2 separate regions of the Gasterosteus aculeatus genome follow, and region 1 is linked to region 2. The links are chromatin contacts, called in public Hi-C maps. All regions are on one chromosome and are shown on one strand. Each heading gives the region's core, a stretch centred on a gene start, on an enhancer-like site or on the middle of the called end of the contact. The rest is flanking DNA. Distances are from core to core; before and after follow the strand shown.

Region 1 (4,239 bases), core at 912-3,411, 63 kb before region 2:
TTTCACATTAAACCGCAGAAAATCCATGCTGAGGTCACAGCATTCCCACTTTCCCGCGTCGGCCGGAACTCATTTTTGCAGCCCTCGGTATCGATAAAGCATTCAGCGGAGCAAAGTATGCACCGATATGTACTGCAGCCCTCAAGTCTCTTATTGCCCTTTATTCTTACAGGCAGTCTGCTGGGACGTCCGCCGCTATCCGCCGGGCTTTTTGTGGAGATGCCAACACGCAGACAAGAGGTGGCATTGCCAGAGCGAGTCGTAAAACCATTGTCTCACTATCTACAATTACGGCAATTACTCATTTCCCCCTTGGACCCCCCCCTCCCCCCGCTCACGGTGCATTTAATAGACTGCATTTTACTAATGGTAAATTAAGTAGCCCGCGGTGGCAGCGGGGGTTTATAAATATGTAAAATATACTTTTAATTATTTCAAGTGAATCTGGCGGCTGATCAATAAAGAGGGACGTGACGAACATACGTCTGACGCGGGCCGCCGCGGATGAAGATGAAGAAGATGAGCGCCGCCTGTCAGCGCCGCGCCGCACTAATGAATATTTTGAGGCTGTCACGCCGGGAGACAAATGGATTAATTGCAATGGCTAATATAATAGCTTCTTCATGAAGAGTGCAGGAGGGAGGCAGAGGAGAGGAGAGCGCGGCCGCGGCTGCCAGCTTCTCAACCCCCCTGTCAAATAAATATTTATCAGCGTGGGGGGGGGGTTTAAGTAGATTTCTCGCGATTACACGGGGAGGCACTTAAGCGTCGTCGTTTATCATTTTATTTGAGAATTGATTTGGGGCGATTAGTTTGGTGTCATATTCATTTAGCATTTTTTGAGGGGGGATTCGGCCTGAGAGGGGCTGTTAAAGTAGAGGGTTTCATCATTTATTTCTAGTTCTCAGTTGTTGTTTTTACTGCAGATGACAGTTGTTGATGCGATCATTAATCAGTGTTGAGGACAGATTTTTGCTTAACTGATGATTCATTCCACAATTAAATGTTTTTTTTCCCCAATCAATTGATGAAAGCCTAATTTACCAGAGCTCAAAGGGAAAGCTAATGCAAAATGTTTTAAATATGCCGATTAATCAAATGATTTCTGTCCAGCTACAATTCATCCGTTGATGGTTTCCGCTGCCGGGCTTTAGTCCCCAGAGGATTCCTGCTATTTATTTACAGATAGACCGATGAAACATATACTTTTTATACATCTCATGTGTCATATTTCAAAATAGGCATTTTCATTTGACTGCCCTCTAAAATATTTACACAACCAGCAGCAGCTTTAGCAAAGGTGGCACCGCTGTGACAGATAGCACTGCCCCCCCCATCCTGCCCTCTCTCCGATCCATCTCTGTCTCTGGGTCTGTTGTCGGCACTTTAAGGTGAAAGAGAACATAAAGACCAACGTGTGTGTGTGTGTGTGTGTGGGGGGGGGGGGGGGGGGGCCTTCCTGGAAGCCGTCCTCTCGCGATGGGAAGCTCGTGACCTTGAGTCCGTGCCTTTCGCCCGTCGACGTTCCCGCCGCCTCCGTCTGTCCTCCACCAGAGCAGGAGGGGGGGGTTTGGTGGGGTTTGGTGAGGAGAGGGGGGGGGGTCTTGGGTCACCAGCCGCTGTTCTCATCAATTAAATGTGCGACAGTGTTTTTTCCTCCACGTCGGCTGGACCTGTGTGTCAAGGAGATGGGCAGGACCTCATGTTTGTGCTTTTGACAAATCAGCAAATGTTTAATCTCAAAATGTGCCAGAGCTCATAAATAATGCAGAGGCCGTGAGGAGGAGGAGGAGGAGGGGGGGGCGACGAAGAGAGGCGTCTGGCCTCAATAGGGGAAAACGCAGGAAAAACCCCTCAGACTAAATCCTCCTCGGTGCCCAGAAGCTTTTCTTCTACGGGTGTCTCCTCCTCCTTGATCACACCCCTCTAAGCTCCGTCACTCCTCCTTCCTGTTACTGTACCTGAGTCTGGCCATCCGACTTCAGCGTGCCCCCCCCACACCCCCCCTTCTCTCCCTCCTGCCCTTTCGTTTTTTTCACCCTCTTTTTCTAAACATTGGGTCTTTATAGTAAAGCTTGCTCAGCGCCCTCTTCGAGGGCAGGAAGGAGACCGATGCAGAGCCAGAGGTCCTCTATCTCAAAGACACAGGGGATTGAGCCCCCCCCCTCTTACCCGAGTGCAAAGACGGCGACAGAAAGCAGTGTAGCGGTCTGTGAACCGCATCAAATCCCCTCCTTCCCACAAACTTTGATTGGTTTGTCCGCCGATATGGGAAAGTTCTCCTATTGTCCGCGGCGGGGAAATTAAGATTTTAAGCCTATTGAAGTCGATAAAAAAAAAGAAATCCATCTGAAAGTGTTTCACCCTTTGAGAGCCGGAATTGTTGACGGGCCACATGAGAGGAGAATAGGGTGGAGGTGGAGGAGGAGGGGGGTGGAGTACTGTACCAGGAGCACCTGTTGTTGTGTAGTCCAAGGTGTGCAGCTCCTCCAGGAGGTCAATCCTTTGCACACTCAACATGGTGAGTGGTTCATCTTGGGAAAACGGGGAAAACAATGGGATCATTTGTGGCTCTTGGGCAAGTGGGGAATTTGTTTCTTGTGGGGGTTTTGGAAGTTCATTTCATCCGTAACGTGGAGACGCTGGATGGGATCAGGGTCTGGTAATAAAGATCTATTTGTATCAATCTGACTTCCCCCCCCCCCCCCCCCCCTCTCTCTCTCTCTCTCTCTCTCTCTCTCAGGCCCTCGGAAGTTTCTACTTTATCCACGAGTCCTTGAAAAACATCCACCAGTTTGATTTCAAAGGTGAGTACCCTAAACCCCCCCCCCCCGCCCCCCACCCCCACACACACATAAATCACCACATAAATCCATCCCTCCACCCCCTGCACATGACACACAACCATTCACGGGCCATTCCGGCTTCCATCAAAAACCAGTGGAGCTAAGATTGGCTTGATAATGTAACGGGGGGGATGGTAATGCTTATTAATATTGGGATTTAATTCATAAGATTTCGGGCCTGGCGGTAATGGTGTGCGGCGGGTTATTGGACAGTTACGGCGCTCTCATCAGGCTGCGGTGTCAGAGGGCCCGGGGTCCGCCGGCCACGCTAATTAAAGGAGGGGATATAGATGTGGAGGCGTCCCCGCTTCCTATTAGACCCAAGTCAGCATTAGAGTCAGTTGCCCTGTAGTGAAGGACAGGGCGAAGACGGGGGCGGGGTTGAGAGGGAACCGGAGAAATATATATATAAGGGCTGTCGACGCATGTCAAAGTTAACACGTTCCATGCGATTCCATGCGATTCCATGCGATTATTATAGCCGAGATTTATGCGATAAAATGTTTTAATCCAGTTAACGCAACTTTGTTTACTTCCTGTGTGTTGAGCCCTGAAACCGCCGCGTGCTGCAAGTCCGTTAGATCAGAGAGACCGAGGCGGAAGAAAGACGGACAGAGCTTTTTGCATCGGAAAACAAACAGAAGAACTGTGCAGAGGAATTCCTCCACGTGTCAAACCGAAGGGGATGATGGCAAACGGAACACTTTAGGGCGGACAGTGACGGAACATGTTGGTAGCTGCCAGGCTACACTGTGTCCCTGAAAGACAGTGGTGTGGAAAACGTCCTGGCTAAATGTGGGGAGATTGTGGGCTTCAAACACGTGATGGAGAGTTGAGGACAGCGGGAAGCAAGCAGCAAGAGTCCAAACTACCGTCATATTTGTTCATTCCTCATTCTGACCAGCAGGTGGTGCAGTTGTCGGACTATCTGGCTTTCACTGAGCTTTTAATTGCAACAAGAGATTCTGACGCCACACACACACACACACACACACACACACACACACACACACACACACACACACGTGGGCCTTCCAAAAATCAACCAACTATGTTTTGTGACAATAAACTGTCCCCCCTCCTCTGCCTCCGTCTCACCTCATCTCTCTCCTCCGTCTCCACTTGAAGCCAAGAAATTCAAGAAGGTGGTGGGGAAGGAGACCTACTCTGAGACACTAGAGAGCACGCCGTCGCTGGAGAAGGAGAAGTTTCCCCAGGACTACTTTCCAGAGGTGGGTGACGTGACAGGCGACACTTGGCTGACTGATGGCGGGGCTGTCGTCTCGTGGCAGCTCTGTGCCGGGACGGGGGCTGACGGATGGAATGAACACAGAGCTCTTTTACATCGCATGCAGGTTTAATAAAGCTGCTGAATTGAAAAAGTCATCAATCA
Region 2 (4,913 bases), core at 1,459-3,958:
TATTTTCTGTTGTAAGTACAACGACAGTCTTTCAATTCAAACCCCCGTCGGGAAGTGAAATTGTAGATAAAGGACTGCGGCTCATGTGATTACATGTGATTTATTCAGGACATCTAAATGTGACCCCGCTTAATTTGGCCAGGAGCGCCCTCTGGCGGCACAGATTGAAACCACCGTGAGGATTTGAGATGTGTGGAACAACCTGCTCTGCTGGGAGAAAAAACGCTCACCAAACATGCTGAAACTAGAGTTAAGACTCTGCCTTGATTCGATTTTGAAGCTCCCAAAAAATAAAGCAAATACCTATGAAAAGTCCTCCTAAAAATAATCATTTAATTCTTCTCATTTACCGGTAAAATCATAATAATTACTTTGATTCATTCGATCAGGTTTAACATCTTAATTATCCTTACACTTCCTCACTACACTCCAGATATGAGCCAAAGAGCCAGTTTCTCAGACAATTGGTTGTTCAGTTGTATCTAATTGCATGGCGTCATTAATGAATTAATATGAGTTGGTCTTTTTAACACAAAGTGGATTGTGTTTCATCGCATCAAAGTGTTTTAAATGTTGCACTTCATCTTTTCCGCAAACGTATGTCGTATCAAAAAAACATTCAACGCAGCTTTTCATCACTTCATGACACGGGCCTGTCGTGAGTTTAAGCCTCGGCCGCCTGCTTCTAGACACTCAAAGAGGAACTCAGGGCATTGAGTAAATATATTCTTATACATTTATTCAAATGTCCAATTAAATGGAATAATCTACCGATCTTCCAATCGGTACAATTTGAAAACCGATGCAGTAAACGACTGGCAGCCAGTGAAAGTGTTCGTATCTCTTGATGCTTTACGTTCTGGCTTCAGGATTCTGCCCCCGTTGGAGTCTGTGTAGCAGCAGTTATCAATCAATGGGATGGCGTGAACTCTGTCAACTTACCATCATCTATTACCTTGAGAAAAAGAAACTTCCTCCTAGAAAATTGTCTGAATTATCAGTGAGTCATCTGAGACACACACGTATAAAAACACACATTAGAAACCTTCTGTTGAGAACCAGACTAATATTCGTCACTTTGTGCTGATTAAAAAGATGATGTTTTATATTGTGAACGATGTTCACGTTGACATTTTTACTTTAAATCCTCATTTATATTTCTTCACACTGACGCCAAATGCTAACTCTGTAAAATATATGACCTGGTTGTCTAGAGTTTTAAAAGTACTTTTAGCTTTCCTAGTTCAAACAAAAAAAAAGCTACAGGGGAAACCGCGAAACAAATACTAAAAAGGAAAAAAGTGTCTGAAGGGAAAATTGGGTGAAAAATCCCACAATTGATGCTATTTGTTGTGGACTCAAATAAACTGATCCGATTCTAATAGAAATCAATGGACTTTATCTTTGAGAAGAGCATGAGTTGGTGGTAAAGTGTGTTGATTGTTATTATTTAAAAATAAAAAGCTTGAATCCAGCAGCCCGGTAGACTCTTATTACACTTATTATCTGTTTGTTCTCTAAAAGATTCTATTCACCAGACTGACTCAGTCGATAAACTGAAACCTCTGAAAAATTAGAGAATTTGTACGTTGATTTAGTAAACTGTGGATGTTTCTGCAAAAGGTTAGTGAATATCTTCAGGTAGAGGTGGATGTGCAGGTTCTTGATAGGTGGAGGCGCAGACAGTGCCTGAGAGCAAGTATTTGAAGGTGCAGGCAGAGGCTGCAGGAGGTTGGAGATCTACTTGTAGTGCTGCAAGAAACACAGCGGAGACATCTGTTGGCAAAAACCCATCCGTGAATAAAAGGTGGATGAAGTTACAACACTGCCATCCTGTGGAGGCTTTCCAGATAATACTCATGCATCATCATGTCACTGGTTTCTGTAAATAGTGAAAAGCACCACATAGTGATTGCCTCGCTACGAGCATTAATGGGTCAAAAAGCATTTTGCAGCGTTGACGTCTTGACGCCTAAATGCCCCGTTCTTTGTTGAACCTTGTATCATCACATCACAGATTTAACACCCATCACACACACCCATCACACCCACACACACACACACACACACACACACACACACGTCCAAGCATTGTATATGCACACAATTGACTATTTAAAATATGATTTACTAACGATGCAAAGTGCTCGCATCATTAGTAAATCATACATTTACTATGAAGTAAATTACTGTATAATAAGTTTTCTATACTGATTATATACCAGTACAAGCAAATTACGTTATCTGAATCCAGGTCCTAATATGATAGTTATAGTGTAACAATGTGCACACTGCCCTTTTTCTTAATACGTTTCAACCATTGCTACAGTCTCACATGGAAGTAGCATTTTCACAATTTGCTGCTTCAACAGTCCCTCATTGCAGTTTCAGAATGGTACAAACCGTCATTTAACAAATATACCACCATGACTTGCAAAGTAAAACCTGTAACATGATAATTATATGGAGGGCAGATATGGAGTTGACTGGCCGCTGACTGGCCTCCTGTGTCCAGTCAAGATATACAAACATTCGCCCTGCTATAATGTTTCAAATAACAGTAACACAACTGCACAAGATTGGATATTACTTGAGGTGCTGGCAGTGGCTTTGTGTTGTGAGAATTACTTTTTTTTTTTCAAGGTCTCTACGCCGCTCTGCCCTCTATACTTTCTGCCCCTGCCTGCCCTCAGGCTTACCCCCATATTCCTCCTCATGCTGAACCTCCTGCTGATGCAATGCTATTGTGTAAACCACAAGGATACATTATATATTGTACAAACAATTCAGTGGCTACAAATCGATTAAAAAATGATTTGCCAGGAAAAAAATGCAACAAAACAAATGTAACAAAGTGTAAAACACATTTTCCTTGAGACAGTTTGAAAAACATTCAGAATGTTCTGAGATGCAGCTTTCACTGAATTATTTTTCTGAACGGTATAAATTGATTATTTGGCATCAGGAGTCCTGTTAATTGAAGCAACACACGGTGAAACCCTTTGGACAGTAACACAAGGAACACAAACATTCAACTTTAACATAATGCGGCTTCTTTTTAAGCACTGCCATATATATTTCCTGTGCAATTTTTTTTTCTTGAAAAAGATTATTTTTTACAATATAAAAATCATTCAGGATTTTGCTTAACATAAATAATTGGGAAACTGCAATAAAAAGATTGATAAAAGACTTTCACAGGCACAAAAGAGACTCTTTGGTCCTCTCAAAGTAAAGGATAAAACTGACACCAAAGTAAATACTCATCTCACCGATGGCTGCTCCAGGATGGATGCTGTTCACTGCTGGAGGCTGGAGGTGGAGGTTCTACATGCAGAATGTGGGTGTAGAGGACTACAAGTTTGTGATTAGCGTCACGTGAGAGGATTTACTGTGTAACTGGAAACCGTTTCCTGAACAAAATATTATACTTTTACTTTATACTTTTAATGATAACATACATTTGTATGGCATGTTCCAGCATACTATGACTATTTAGTCAGGGTTTGGGTAGGAAGGCAGGACTCAAACGCAGACTTTAACGAAAAACAGACTAACAGTGAAAAACTCCACAAAGTAAAAGGCCTACGGGCAAAAACACACGCAAGAACCGGGGACAAAAAGGCAGACAGGAACGAGGCACATCCAGACGGTAGACAGGGACATCCGTGACAAAGGACACACACAGCTTAAATACACATGGGAGGTGCAGGTGATTGGACACAGGTGGAAACAATCCGACAATCACAGGGGATGACAGGACCAGGCAGGAAGTGAAGTTACCCGGGGACACGAGTGGCAGAAAACTACAAAATAAGACAGGAAGTGCACCACACCGTGACATATTTAAAGACTTTTTCTACTTATTGGAATAATAACTTTTTTAGATAAACTATGACTATAAGATTTCTTTGACATACCACACCAGGTATTTTAAATTACTTTATTTTACTAAATATTTAATGGCTTTCTTTCAATATGCTACACAGCATTTTCCATTACTATTTATTAAATAGCTCTTTTAGAAGTTTAGATATTTCCTCAACTATGCTACACCTTTTTCTCGACATACTAATCCATCTTTTTATGACCTTTTCTCTTCGAGAAAATACTATACTATGAATTTTTCTATAATTTCTCTTTACATGCATCATTTTTCAATTACTATTGTCAACATTCTCTGCTAGTCCCTGTTGTGAAAACACAGCGGAGGAAGAGTGCGGCCCGGTGAAACCAGCAGATCTGCACAAAGAAGCAGGACCAGAGGCTGCAGGAGCTCGTTGAGTGTCCGGACCAGGAGAGGAATGCAGCGTGCGGTCGTGCACCAGTCCGGCTTTCATCAGAGGTTGTGAGCTCATTGACAATGAAACAGCTGGTGTACAAATTGACATGGGATGTTGAAGTATATATGATAAATGAGTAGTTAATAGAGTTTACGGAATTACTCAAATTAATAGTTGGTGGATTACAAATTATAATTTAATTTAAAATGAAAGCAACAACATGTAAGGCTAATATGACGTTGGCTTCGCCTGGTGGTTAAAAAACAGAAAGTACGGCAGTTCACCTCAAACCCTGAAGCAGCAGAGAGGCTCCTGTCCTGGCTCCTATCAGTGTCTCCAGGTGCTTTTGGGTAAATGGATGGTTTTCATACTACTACTGCATAGTACATTGGCCTTAGCTTAGTGAACTTTGCGGTATGACGAGTGACATTTATTCATTTCTTGAAAAAGTTTCCTACTTAGTATTTTTTCTTTCTGTTATGTTGCCACAAGGAAATCTGAGAGTGAAAGCTGCATTACGGCCATGCAGCAAAACTCCAGAGACTTGAGGGAAATTAAAGAGCAGGGTGGTGCATCTTCCTCTTAAAGGATCATGGCTTGGAAAAACATTGTTTTTGGCCTTTGAGCTCT

What was found. Hi-C and Micro-C count contacts between places; a contact is called where the count stands out from the background.
Region 1: a Hi-C map of skeletal muscle shows a contact between it and region 2, with 3 times the contacts expected there. The contact joins two enhancer-like sites. A contact is called at or near these places in 3 of 6 Hi-C or Micro-C datasets (skeletal muscle and whole body).

Annotation. Positions count from the first base shown.
Region 1 is chr6:5,892,478-5,896,716 of fGasAcu3.hap1.1, reverse strand. It overlaps inpp5a (inositol polyphosphate-5-phosphatase A), which reads left to right. Exons shown (of 16, transcript XM_040178060.2): 5 at 2,744-2,807; 6 at 3,975-4,078. Among protein-coding and RNA genes, the nearest start is that of inpp5a, 57 kb to the left of the region's middle. Within about 2 kb of position 2,161, at least 1 of the 9 cell types and tissues checked has open chromatin away from gene starts, as enhancers often do.
Region 2 is chr6:5,829,331-5,834,243 of fGasAcu3.hap1.1, reverse strand. No RefSeq gene overlaps it. Among protein-coding and RNA genes, the nearest start is that of nkx6.2, 5.1 kb to the left of the region's middle. Within about 2 kb of position 2,708, at least 1 of the 9 cell types and tissues checked has open chromatin away from gene starts, as enhancers often do.